Linked DNA regions of Bos taurus: region 1 is linked to region 2. A link is a contact called in public Hi-C data. All regions are on one chromosome and are shown on one strand. The core of a region is the stretch at or near the end of the contact, and the rest is flanking DNA. Distances in the headings are between cores, read along the strand shown. Region 1 holds the start of SLC16A12 (solute carrier family 16 member 12). Region 2 overlaps SLC16A12 (solute carrier family 16 member 12).

What was found. Hi-C and Micro-C count contacts between places; a contact is called where the count stands out from the background.
Region 1: a Hi-C map of skeletal muscle shows a contact between it and region 2, with 2.8 times the contacts expected there. The contact joins the promoter of SLC16A12 here to the enhancer-like site in region 2. A contact is called at or near these places in 2 of 11 Hi-C or Micro-C datasets (liver and skeletal muscle).

Annotation. Positions count from the first base shown.
Region 1 is chr26:11,201,290-11,208,380 of ARS-UCD2.0, forward strand. SLC16A12 (solute carrier family 16 member 12) reads right to left here and starts at 4,924. Exons shown (of 7, transcript XM_024985891.2): 1 at 4,803-4,924. LOC100847358 (a long non-coding RNA gene) reads left to right here and starts at 3,679. Exons shown (of 4, transcript XR_009492956.1): 1 at 3,679-3,967; 2 at 5,305-5,597.
Region 2 is chr26:11,156,854-11,163,310 of ARS-UCD2.0, forward strand. The region is part of intron 1 of SLC16A12 (solute carrier family 16 member 12); the gene reads right to left. Among named protein-coding and RNA genes, the nearest start is that of SLC16A12, 46 kb to the right of the region's middle. Within about 2 kb of position 3,933, at least 4 of the 102 cell types and tissues checked have an H3K27ac peak or open chromatin away from gene starts, as enhancers often do. A contact at or near this core is called in liver and skeletal muscle, where this site is marked.

The DNA.
Region 1 (7,091 bases), core at 3,674-6,173, 45 kb after region 2:
TACCTGCAGAGCAGCAGTTTGCTAATTTTTTAAAAATTTAGCCTTCTAAAGTATATTAAAAAAAAGTATATAATTCAGATGTTGTAAAACCAACACCACTAATTCCAGAATCCAGCCATCACCCCAAAAATAAATCTTGTACCTATTACCATTCACTCTCAATTCCTGCTACCCTATACCCTGGCAACCACAAATGTACATTTCGTCTCTGTATATTTACCTACTGTGGATATCTCATACAAGTGGAATCACAATTTGTGGTCTTTTGTATCTGCCTTCTTTCACTCATCATAATGTGTTCATGGTTCATTGAGGTGGTAGCCATTTATATTGTTTTTTAATATGGCTTATTTTTACAAGTCTCTGTGGCAATCAAGTTTTCACAGAAATAGCATTCCTTTTTGGCACTCCCATTATATCAGTTTATTTAATATTTAATTAAATCACAAAATTACAGTAGCAAGTATTATTAAAATAAACAAGACTGTGACCAAACACCACTGTAGGCGTGAACCTGAGCTGATAAAAGCAAAGTACACCAGTTTATTATGATGGCAGTTATTTGCCACAGTGGCCTCTGCGTTCTGAGCAACAACGGGTTCCTTTTTCAGAGGGAAAGGAGAGCAACAGTTAACACCATCAGGTGCATTAGTGTTGATGGGTACTCCATTACCTAGGATGAAGCGGTGTGTATGTAGAGGTGTAGAGGTGATCTGTGTCTATTAGATAACACAACATAACTTCAACTGTCCCAAAAGGAAGTCTTCCGCACGTCTAAGTCTTCAGAAGAAGCAAAGATGGGCTCCCATTGAGATAGGTATACCCTGCTCCCTCAATAAAAACTTTACCATCCTACTTATCTTTTAAGGATCAGCTCAAACATGTCCTCCTCCTAAGCCTTGACTCCTCATAGTGCCTACCTGCTCTCTCACCTTCCTTTTAATTTCTAAAACAGTTATCTATCTCTTATGGTCGTTATAACCGGTATTCTGTTGCTAGTTGTTTTATTCCCTAAGTTGTGTCTGATTCTTTTGTGACTCCATGGGCTGTAGCCCACCAGGCTCCTCTGTGCATGGGATTTCCCAGGCAAGAATACTGGAGTAGGTTGTCATGCATTCCTCCAGGGAATCTTCCTGACCCAGGGATCAAACCTGAGTCTCCTACACTGGCAGAGGATTCTTTACCACCAAGACATCAGGGAAGCCATATAGCTAGTTACACAATATCTTTTCTTACATATGAGACCATAGACTGCTTCAGAGGCAAGTAGTATGTTTTTATATCCCCTACAGCCACCGGCACAGGAAACAAGGGATGCAGGACATAATCTTTGAACAAATCTGTAATAAGAAGTTCAATAAATATTTGTAAAGTAAATAATGAATGAATACATTGATTAAATAATTAATTAAAGGTGTGTAACTTCTTACCTGGCTACAGAGCAACACATCTCTTTCTTCAATGTACATGGGGTGGTGGGGGGTAGGTAAGAATCTGACGGGGGCATAGTGGTAGGCAAAGGAGAAAATCAACTGCCCCTGGGTACCTAGCAGCTGTCAGGCGTCATGACTCTCCTCCAAGTGTTTAACAGAGATCACTTTCAAACAGGACATTGTTAGATAATGACACTTTCTGATGCCCTTTGATGAAGAACAAATTAAAAACAGAGACAAAAATCTTTGTACTCAAAACTGCCCAATGTCTTCAAGTGTGGATTTAGTTTCTCTAAATTAAATTATCATACAACTTGAATGGGTTTTTAGAAATCGTACAAAAAGGGACTCAGAAGAACATCGTTTCCAAATTGGCGATATTTAAAAGCAAAGCCATTGGTTAGGTAAGGAATGCATAAACAACCCCCAAAGCTGTATTGAATACTTTTTTTTGGCTATATATGCCCGAAAGACTGCCAACTTCATTTTGATAAGCCTTTGTTAAAAACAACAAACATGCCTGAGCTTGCAAACCATGCCATTCTGAAGAAAAAGCAATTGAGAAGATGAGGAAATGCTTAAAACGGCAACGTCTGATTAAAAAGAAAAACCTCTGTGGTAACAGGTTTAGCAATAAGTCACAACACTGTGCTGCCTATTAACATGGAGGGGAGCAGGCGACAACGCAAACAGAGAAAATCAAAGCACAACACTTACCTTCATAAATAAATAAGAAGCTACATCTTAAAACTAATACAATTATAGTCCACAACACTGACATCAGGGCACCAACATCATTGAGAAAACGAATCCTCTCATGCTTCATTAAGTTTAATGTCACCACAGTGATGTCCTTGCACTAAAGGAAGTGTCATTTCAGGGACTCTGAATGAACACACATAAAGTAACCAAGTGTGGGAATTTCCAGTCATGTAGAGTTCACGTACATCAGTTCATAAAAGTCAAAGTAACTTTACCTGAATTTGTTTCTGTATTTATTTTCACACTGATTATAAAATCAGCAGAATTATGGGATTGGAAGGTAGATAATTTGGAATATTTGTGTTCATTTCCCTATGGTAAAGAATCTGCCTGCCAATGCAGGAGAAGTGAGTTCGATACCTGGGTTGGGAAGATTCCCTGGAAAAGGAAACGGCAACCCACTCCAGTATTCTTGCCTGGAGATATCTGCCTGTTTTAGTCAAAACTGAAATTCTCTTCCATCTGCCAAACAATCCTGGAAAAATTCTAATAAATAAATTGTAACCTAAGGTTCATAAGACCAAAGTTCTTTGTTTTATTCACTGATATACCTTGAGTGACCATAACATCACTGGGCACATAGTAGGCACTCAATAAATACCTATTAAAGTAAACTGAAAAACATAAAAAATGTGTAATGTAACGCGGAAATGCTAAATGTGTGTGTTCAGTCCCTAAGTCGTGTTGACTTTTTCAGACTCCAAGGACTGTAGCCCACCAGGCTCCTCTAGCCATGAGATTTCCCAGGTAAGAATACTGGAGTGGGTTGCCATTTCCTCTGCCAGTATCCTCCCAATCCAGGAATCAACCCAAGTCTCCTGCACTGGCAGGCAGATTCTTTACCACTAAGCCATCTGGGGAGCCCCAAATGCTAAATAAGTCTCTTTAAAAATTCCTTTCTCTGAGCACTGTTATAGGTCATCATGTTAATCACAACACACAAACTGTCCTCATATAAGCCACTTTTCCCAAGCCAGCTCCAAAGTCACAAATCACACTCTGAATTCTAACCAATGATCAGCACAGGAAGGTAAGAACCCAAAGAGACTCCAAAGACAGATGAGGATACATTTTATCCATCTGTAGTTTTGATTACTTTTCTTCTCCTGGTGGTTTACCTGTAATGTACCTGCATATTCATCTTCATATTATTATTTAAATACATGCATTTAAGATGTATTATTTAAAATTAAGGGTTTGTATTTTTTAAAATTATCCTAAAAGGCGGTTTGATAGACCTCTCAACTATTTCAGAATCCCACCAGTTTAAAAACAAAAAGATGAAAAAAAAAAAAAAGATGGACAAAAAATAATAACAGGAAAATGACATGATCAGATGACTCTAATCATTAATTTTGTTCTAAATGCCTGAAAGTAATATGGTTTGAAAACTGAACTGAGTTGGAAGGAGAGGGCCTGGATTCTGGTACTGCCTCAGTCACCAATGAACTTAACCAATCCTTGGCAACAGGAATCTGAGCTTCCCAGGCTGTCTGGTGAAGAGTCTGACCAGACGATCTCTAAAAACCTGAACAATTTCCAAGATCCTGTGATTATAAGTGACCAAATCCAGTCATTTAATTACTACTTCTGGGAGGGTCAGACACCATTTGCCTAGTTTGACATGAGGTTTATGGCGAGGCAGTTGATTTTAAAAGCTAGTGATCTCCAAACACCTGATGAGTGTTTCTAAATATGGAGGGTCTGAAGACTCTGCTTCTGGGTTAAGCTGACTGCAGCCACCAGAGTGCCCAACTCTCAGCAAAGAAAAGGTAAGTTAAACTAATTAGAGTCCCTCCAGAATGGAAGGATTGAACCAGTGCCCTAGTAGGTCCCAACTGACTTATTACAAAAAAAAAAAAAAAAAATTTACCAAGAGATTCAGAATGAATGCTGAGTGGTGAAAGCCAAAGGCTAACCAAATAGCCTCAGGACTTACTGGAACCCTGCTCTCAAATTTTGCTTCAAGCACTTTTCCCTGAGTCTGCACTACTGGTATCACTGATTTTGAGGACAAGAAGCAACTAAGAAATTAAGCCAATGGAAATTAAGTAAACATTATCACCTGAGGGAAGGGAAGATCCGAAATAAATAAGATACGTTAGGTACAGAATCCAGAAGGAACCTTGCGCGATCTCTCCTGCACGAGAAGTCGGCATTTGGAAATCACAGGAGGTGAGGATCAAAGCCGCTCCCTGTCCAGCCGCCTGCCCAGAACCTGCCCGAGCACCGGCCCAGCACCGCCGGGGCAGGTGGGCATGTGTCTTTCCCCAACACAACGGGCGCTCCGAGGGACCAAGCTATGGTGGCGGGCTCCCGGTGCGTCGCGGGGCAGCCAAGGGAGCGCCCTCTGCCACCTCCACCCAGCCCAGCCCTAGAGCCTGCCGCCCGGCCGCGAAGGATGCCCGGATCACCTGAGCCACCGCGTCCTGAGAGCGGACAGAGGGTGTGCCAGTGGGCTCCCGGGCCGGTACGCTGGGGATCCTGGTGCCAGAGCGATCGGCGGGAGACTGCGCCCCGGCAGCCCGGTGGGCCAGCCTCCAGCCCTCCGCAGCCCGCCCAGTTAGTGCAGATCCCCCTCTCCTCCCGGCCGCTCCTCTGGCTCACCTCGCGTGGACCGCTGCAGCCCGGGCGGTGGCGTGCGGACATGCCCCCGGGGTGCACCCACCGTGCCGCGTCCCCGCGCGGTGGCCCCTTCCCGGGCCCCAGGCGCCGTGGTCCGCGCTCCCGAGGGGCGGGGAGCGGACGGGGTGGAGGCGCCGGCGGGGCTGGGGCGGGGGCCCCACGGGCAGCGCGGGGGGCGGAGAGCGTGGCAGGGAAAATCCCCGCGCCCAGCCTCCGAAATGCACCCGGGAGTTCAACGCCCCCAGCTCCGCCGTGGACTCTGGCCGGCGGGTGAATGGGATTTATCCAGGGATCCGCTCTACCGGCCGCGGCTTGGCGAGGGGTGAGGGGCCGCCTCGCGGTTATGTAATGGACCTGCCCGCTGTGACCCGAGCCACCTCGCTCCGGACTGCCCGACCCTCCCCGGGAACGGCGGTGCCTTGCTCCTGACCTAGTAGGCAGGCAGAGGGGGCTCGGTATTCTCAAAAAGAACTTTCCCCTGCAGGGTCAAAGAGCAAGCTCTGCTTCAGGAATCCAAGGACTCCCAGAGGTGAACGCGGCAGGGATCTCTGCCCGTGCAGCCCGTCCATTTCACAGCACAGAAAACTGAGGCTCCGACGTGTTTAAAGCGCTGTTTCTTCGAGTTGGAGGACCTAGATTCAACTCTCTCGAAAAGCCATGACCGTAGGCAAGTTACTTAAATCTCAGAGCTCAGTATCTCCACCTGTAAAACGAGGATAATAGTGTCCACTTCCTGTGCTTGATGAGAGGACAAAATGAATGAGGCGCAGGAGCCCGGTATGTAACACACCCCAGTAAAAAATTACTGCTGTTGCTCGTGCTAAGGTTCGCCCCCTCCGCCAACGTCGCTGTAAAGTCGGCTGTCCCACGGGCCTAAAGAGCTGCCCCAGGGACCTTCCTGTAAAGTCCACTTTTTGTCAGGAGCGAAGTCTCTGAACTGAGGAGGTCCGATTCCAACTTCTTGGGGTCTACATGCTTGCTACTCCATAGCATCAGTGTCATCTGGGACCTTGCTAGAAATGCAGAATTGCAGGCCCAACCCCAGAGCCACTTGTAACAAGAATCCCTAGGTGATTTAGTCGGTGGTACTTCAGAGTTTCACAATGAATCCGACTTTTTGGAAAATTTGAGAAGGGGACTAGAAAGTTGTGATGCAGTGGCCACACAATACCTTAGGGTATTTTTAAAAATAGACCGCCAAAGTCCTTCCTCTTGTACATCTGGCTGTTTTGTTTCTTCCCCTCTCCGCAGTTTCCTGTTCTTTATAAATCTGGATGAGCTCTTGTCACTTGTAAAATAAAGATCTAAGTTACCTGAAAGTAAAGGCAGTGAAGATACCTTTAAGGCACACTATAGAGGGACGTCCTTGGTGATCCAGTGGTTAAGACTCCCCTTCCAATACTGGGAGAAGGAGTTCCATTCCACAGGCCCGCAAAACTAGCAAACAAAAAATGCAGCAGAATTTGCAAATAGAACTTGTAAAAGAATTCATTAGCATTGCGTATGGACTTAAAATGTTGAGGTTGCGGGGAGCCCTGAGCTTTCAACTGTGAAGCTCTTTTGGTTAAAGGCTGGAGTACTTTTTGGTTCAGAAAAATACTTTTTTTAGTTAAACATTGCTTTGGGAGGCTGAGAAGCCCCATTTTCCACTTCAATAATGTAGGGTAACCAGTTGTTTTTAAAAGTTTTGAAGAAGAGGAAGAAACCTCACAGGCTTTCCTCCATCTACATCATTTGTCATAGAGGCCCTAGAAAAGCCAAGGACAGTTCTTTTATTTATGTCATGAAGTGTTGGTTGGTTGTGTTTGCTTGTTCAGGTTTAGCTCGGCTGATCCTGTCTCTGACAGAATGATTTTCATCTTTTGAGAGGTGAGTCTTGGTGGATTATTGATGATGGTGCTGATAGAGAAGGTCACTCCCATCTGCCTCCCCCTTCAGGGTCCCCCCCACCCAGCTCCCATGCAAGGATGGTTCCAAGGGGTGGGTGGTGTGGAGGTGGAGTTGGAGAAGATGGAAAGAGGAAAGGAATCTCTTTTCCGTGAGGCCAGAGGAACTGGGAAGGAGGGGGACAGACCCCTCTCCTTGCCTTGGAATCTAATGAGGAAAGAAGGGGGAAAATGCAGCATTTCTCTTAAAGAGTGCTATCCAATAGAATTTTCTGTAATGGTGGAAATGTTCTGTGTCTGTGCAGTCCAAAATGGCTATGAAATGTGGCTTTGTTGTTTACTTGCTAAGTTTGAGACCCTATGGACTCCCCATGGACTCCACCAG
Region 2 (6,457 bases), core at 2,683-5,182:
TGTAACTGTGGTTAAATTACTAAGTCTCTCTGAATCTGTTTCCTCTTCTATAAAATGGGACGGATATATAAGCATAGAATTCCAAAAAGCTGTGAAAACTGAAAAATTTCCATACATTAACAGTGTACTCATTTCATTGCTAGATCTAAACACTCATGGTTTTTATTTACCTTTCTGGATGGGACAGTCTTAAAGGTTTCAACTCATAGTTGTGACAATTTAGTTAATTCAATTAACACACTTAGCATAGTGCCTGGCACATGTGGGAAATGATATACTAGTATGAACTATTATTGTTGTTGTTCTTATTATTATTACTACTGCCGTTCTCTAGATGAGGAAACTGAGGCAGAGAGAAATCAGTCTGTCCAAGCATCAGCCAGCATGTGGCGCACTGGAAGTGAACCCAAACAGTATGGCTTCGAGGACTGTGGTCTTAAGCACTGCACCATCTCTACAAATTACATACATTTCTTTCATGTTTACATACGTTCAATCATGTTTAATGCTCCATGTTTAAGAACTATTACTCAGTTGAAAAAAAACAATGAAAGCCTGCCATTTGTAGTAACATAGATGCACCTAGAGGTTATCACACGAAGTCAGACAGAGAAAAACAAATATAATATCACTTATATGTGGAATCTAAAAAAAGATTAAAAAAAAACTGTTTTATAAAACAGACTCACAGACTTCAAAAACAAACTTATGGTTACCATAGGGGAATGGTATGCTGCTGCTGCTGCTGCTAAGTCACTTCAGTCGTGTCCGACTCTGTGCGACCCCATAGACGGCAGCCTACCAGGCTCCCCCGTCCCTGGGGTTCTCCAGGCAAGAACACTGCAGTGGGTTGCCATTTCCCTCTCCAATGCATGAAAGTGAAAAGTGAAAGTGAAGTTGCTCAGTCGTGTCTGACTTAGCGACCCCATGGACTGCAGCCCACCAGGCTCCTCCGTCCATGGGGTTTTCCAGGCAAGAGTACTGGAGTGGGGTGCCATTGCCTTCTCTGGGGAATGGTATAAGAAGGGATAAATCAGGAGTTTGGGGTTAACAGAAGCACACTACTGTATATGAAACAGATAATCAACAGGGACCTACCTCTATAGCACTGTGAACTCTAGTCAATATTCTGTAATAACCTAAATGAGAAAAGAATCGGAAAACCTGTAAAACTGAATCACTTTGCTATACATCTGAAACTAACACAACACTGTAAATCAACTAAACTCCAATATAAAATAAAAATTTTAAAAAGGCAATGTTTTAATAAAATATTTTAGAAGTTTTGTCCAGCTCAGCTTCAAGGGAATTCAGCTCCATCATTCAGAATGATCCAAGAGCAGGCCCTGGGGAAGGGGGCCTGCAGCCATGTCAGTGCTCTACGATCTGAACCCCTGGCCTAGCTCACCAAACCAGGAGTCCACACCTGATCCCCAAGAGCCAACCAAAGGCTGAACCAATTCTACATCGTTTGAACAGGCCATGCATTCTTGCCTGGAAAATCCCACGGACGGAGGAGCCTGGCAGGCTACATACAGTCCATGGGGTCGCAAAGAGTCTGACACGAATGAGCGACTTCCCTTCTTCTCCAATGGGAAAATGAAGTGACTGAGTCAGGCTGGAGCTGGAAGGTGCTGAGTTAGGCTGGAGAGCCATCCTCTGCCATGAGTATACCCAGAGGAGCTAAGAACCGGGAAAGGAAGATCGCAGTTCCAGGGAGACCAATGGTTCTCAACCAGGGACAATATGAGCCATCAGGGGCCATCTGCAACGGCTAGAGACACATTCTGCCATCGCAGTCAGAGTACTTTTTTCAGCATCTGGTAGACAAGTTAAAGGTGCTGCTTCAACCCCACAGTGCACAGCACAGCTCTGCCAAAAAAAAAAGTATTATCTGGCTCAAAATGTCAATTATGACAAGGTTGAAAACTCTGCTTTAGACTCGGAGGAAGCAACCATGTAGCACAAGGAGAGGGTGAGATAGAGGAGTTATTTGCTTTAGTTCCAGAGGCTCCTCAGGCCCCGATTCCAGCTGCTCACAAAGCTGCATAGCTCTTCCAGCCCTAAATTCACCCGAGCTTCTTTATGGTCCATGTTCCTCCTGTCCGTTTATCATTCCATAAAAGTTCCCCTTTACGTTATACCCGTTTGATGAGTTGATGTTTCCTGCAACCAAAGACAACGGCACCCCACTCCAGTACTCTTGCCTGCAAAATCCCATGGATGGAGGAGCCTGGTGGGCTGCAGTCCATGGGGTTGCTAAGAGTCGGACACGACTGAGTGACTTCACTTTGACTTTTCACTTTCATGCATTGGAGAAGGAAATGGCAACCCACTCCAGTGTTCTTGCCTGGAGAATCCCAGGGATGGGGGAGCCTGGTGGGCTGCCGTCTAAGTGGTCGCACAGAGTCGGACACGACTGAAGTGACTTAGCAGCAGCAGCAGCAGCAACCAAAGACACTAGAGCAGGTTTAGGGGAGAGCAACTCAGGATGGTGGAAAGAGTGCTTCAGGCAGAAGAAATAGTATATGTAAAGGCACAGAATTTTAGAAGGCAGGTGGAGAAACACAGCGGGGGAAATGAAGAATAAAACAAAGGAGAGGAAAAATATGAGTCAAAGCACAGAAGCAGCATTAAGCATGGTATGTTTTCATGTAGAAAGGAGAGTGGTCTCACTAGGTCAGCAGGTGCATCCTGGGGAAATTAAAGAAATTAAGTGAAAACGAAGCATCAGACTATACAACTATAATTGGAGAAGGAAATAGCAACCCATTCCAGGATACTTGCCTGGAGAATCCCATGGACAGAGGAGCCTGGCGGGGTACAGTCCACAGGGTCTCAAGAGTCACATACGACTTTGCAACTAAAACAACAAATAAAAACATACAACTACAATACAGGCTTGAGCTTCCCAGGTGGAGCTAGTGCTAAAGAATCTGCCTGAAACGCAGGAGCTGCAGGAGACTCAGGTTTGACCCCTGGCTTGGGAAGATCCCCTGGAGGAGGAAATGGCAACCGACTCCAGTATTCTTGCCTGGAGAATCCCATGGACAGAGGAGCCCATCAGGCTCCTTGGGGTCTCAGGTCCATGGGGTCTCAAGGAGTCAGACACGACTGAAGTGACTTAGTACATAGCATAATACAGGCTTGCATATCAGTGACTCTCTTAGGCCTAATTCATCCTTTGAATGGATAAAAGAAAAAAAAATATCGATGTGTTTGGGAATGTATACTTTCTTGGCAAGCCATCTCTACTCAGTAAAAACATTGCCCTATCAGTTAAAAGAAAAGAAAAGGAAAAAAAAAAAAAAGCAACAAGCAGGATTTCCCCAATATGTGAAATAAACTAAAGCAGAGGCAGAAATCTCTATAGCATTTGTGGCAATCAGACAGAAGTTTTTAATCAATAAGTTCCTTGATTCCCCTTTCTGTACTGTAGGGAGGATGCAGCATTCTCACTGTCTGGCACTGAGGAGGGTCTGACGTAGTACCTAAAAGCCCCATATGACTCACTTTCTTTTTTAATGAAAAAAGAAAAAGTCCACAAAGACTGGGAAATGGGCTTCCCTTCACCTCAGTCAAGGAGAGAGAGGATTCGCAAAAGCATCATTAAATCTTTCTGGGGAAGAAAAAACAAACAAAAGAGGGAAATATACATGTCAATTACGTGACACTGACATGGAACAGAAATAAGTTTAGAAACAAAGAGAGAAAAGGAAATGAATGTTATTAAAGCAGAGGCCCCCACAAGGCTTTGTTTCTCTTTTTCCTTCCTGCTTTCTAACAGGGATAATGTGATTCCCGAGGAAAAGCTGCTTTTGTAGTCAGCAGGTCAAAGGTCTTAGATCCAAAAAGAGTGGATACACAATGTTCCAGGAGAGATGTGTGTGGCTTCCTGGTACTGAATCGACCCCTGCAGGTCAAAAGACACCCGGGATGAAACACCGAACTGTGGAATGAAATGCATACCCCTTCACTGCCAACAGGCAGTTCTTCAAGGGTGGTGGACAGCCACCAGGAACCTTTTGACAGCTGGCTGGGAAGGAGGCCTGGGCTCGGTGGGATCGGTACAAAGGGTCAGATTCCTCTGAGTGAGCACCGCCATCCTGGGGAAAGGCAGCAAGGCTCCTCTAAGAGGAAATAACATCCGGCTGATGCATTGGGTGTTTAAAGGAAATGCCCAGGATGGTGTAGCAAAAAAAGACAACTCAACATTTTAATTTCATAGGTGAACATCATCACCACAACAGCAGACACTACTTTTTGAGCACTTATCTGTGAGCCAACCACTGTGCTAGGAGAGTCACAGACATTAGTTATAGTCATTCAGAAAGGGATCTGAAGGACCTCCCTGGTGGACCAGAGGTTAAGACTCCATGCTCCCAAGGCAGGAGCCCCAGGTTCAATCGATGGTGGGGAACTAGATCCCACACGCCACAATTAACTATTCCACATGCTGCAACAAAGACCTGGTGTGGCCAAATAATTAATTTTTTTTAAAGTATGGTATCTGGATACCTGCACTTCAGCATCAGTGCAGCTTGGCATCATGGTACCACAGTTTTATACGTCAGAATTTCACTGTCCTTTCTGAATTAATGCCGTGCCTATAAAAAGTGCTAATAAGGGCTTAGGAGCCAAACCCATCCCTTCCAAACTGGCAGGCGATGGGAGGGGTTCAGTGAGACTTGGGAAACAAGCTGGCTTTCATTAGTCGGGTCACTGCAATGCCCATGACTGAGACAGCGGCAGTGATAACAAACCGACAGTCCCACCAAAGGATGCCTCAGAAATCTAAAAACACTCCTTCTCTGAGCAGTTTGGAGGATTTTCAAAGAATTACCTCCCTCATGAAAAGGAAGCAGGGGAGCTTCCCTGGTGGCCCAGTGGTTGAGAGTCCACCTTGCAATGCAGGAAATACAGGTTCAATCCCTGGATGGGGAACTAAGAGCATCCATGCCACAGAGCAACTAAGCCCGTGCGCTGCCAACCGCTGAGCCCACACGCTCTGAAGCCCACGCGACACAACTAGAGAGCCCGAGTGCCACAACTAGAAAGTCGGTGTGCCACAACAAAAGATCCTGCAGGACGCAATGAGACTCCGGGTGCCACAGTATAAAAACAAAATTAAAAAAATAAAAGAAGTTCGGAGGAAGAATGACCAGGATGCTGAGCGCTCATGGTGAACCAAGACACAAACTATACCCAGAGATATCAAGATCTGGTTGAACTTATTCTGCACAATATTAGGATAAGTAGAAGCTCTGACGTGACAAGAGTCAGAAATGGGAACTGATACATCCGCAAAGTGACCGGAAAGTCACTTTGCCAACTCACACCCCTGTTGGCACAAGCCTCTTGAAAGGAGTCTTTTGACAGAAAAGAAAGGGTGACTGTACTTCTTACTTTTAAATACTCATCTCTAAAAAATCTGACTATTTTTACAATGGCATTAAATTCTGAAAAATCCTTTGAAATTACTCTTTGTATTGTTTTCAAATCCAGGTCATTTAAATAAGGAATTCATGCTCACCATTTTGTAGACAAAGTATTTTGACCCCAAAGTACTGCCTAATTTGATCATCAATAATGCAAATCAGACTTGGTTCCCAATGACCTTTGATGTTTCCAAAAATTATATTCACCTTCTTGAAGACCAGACATTATTGAGGATATTCAAAGAATAAATTAAAAGTTTAAAGTAGCTTCAAAAAATGAAAGTTCTAAAATATAATGAACAATGATAGCTTGACCTTAAAAGTCCCTAAGGCTACTTTTAAGAGGATAATATCAATTGGATATATATTTCACACTATATTTTTGAGTCAATATTTTACTACATGTATTTATACCTGTGAATATTTAATAAGGTCTGTTATTTCAAATATGCTGAAAAAAGGTATAAAAGTTATTGTTAACTCACCCCTAAAGATATCAGTCCAATGTCTTTTTATGATCATAAAAGTCAGTATAATTGCTGGTCATCATCAAGGAGAAAGTGGAATACACTGAAAAATATAATCCTGCTTGTATCAAACATCAGCATCCATAATGCTGCATATAATTCTGTTCACTTGCAAATAATATATATTTCAATCTCAGAAGAGTCAGATGACTAAAGTGTCTCAAGATATGAAGTCTCCATGTGAAGAGGAATTAAAAAGTAGGGAGTTTCTTCAATAGCAGAGAAATAGATCAAAGAGTGATGGGCTTGAATCTCACAAATTACAGGGCTCAGCCCACCAGACTGCCCCATGCTGGTCTCAGGCCCTGGGGAACCCGTACCTGTGGCTGATCAACTAGATTTCTGGGTGACCACCCCCTTTTCAGGTTCTAAAATTTGCTAGAATGGCTCACAGAACTCAAGAAAACACTACTTACTTTTACTGATTTATTATAAAAGATATAGATGAACAGCCAGATAGAAAGATACATAGGGCGAGGTCCGAAAGGGTCC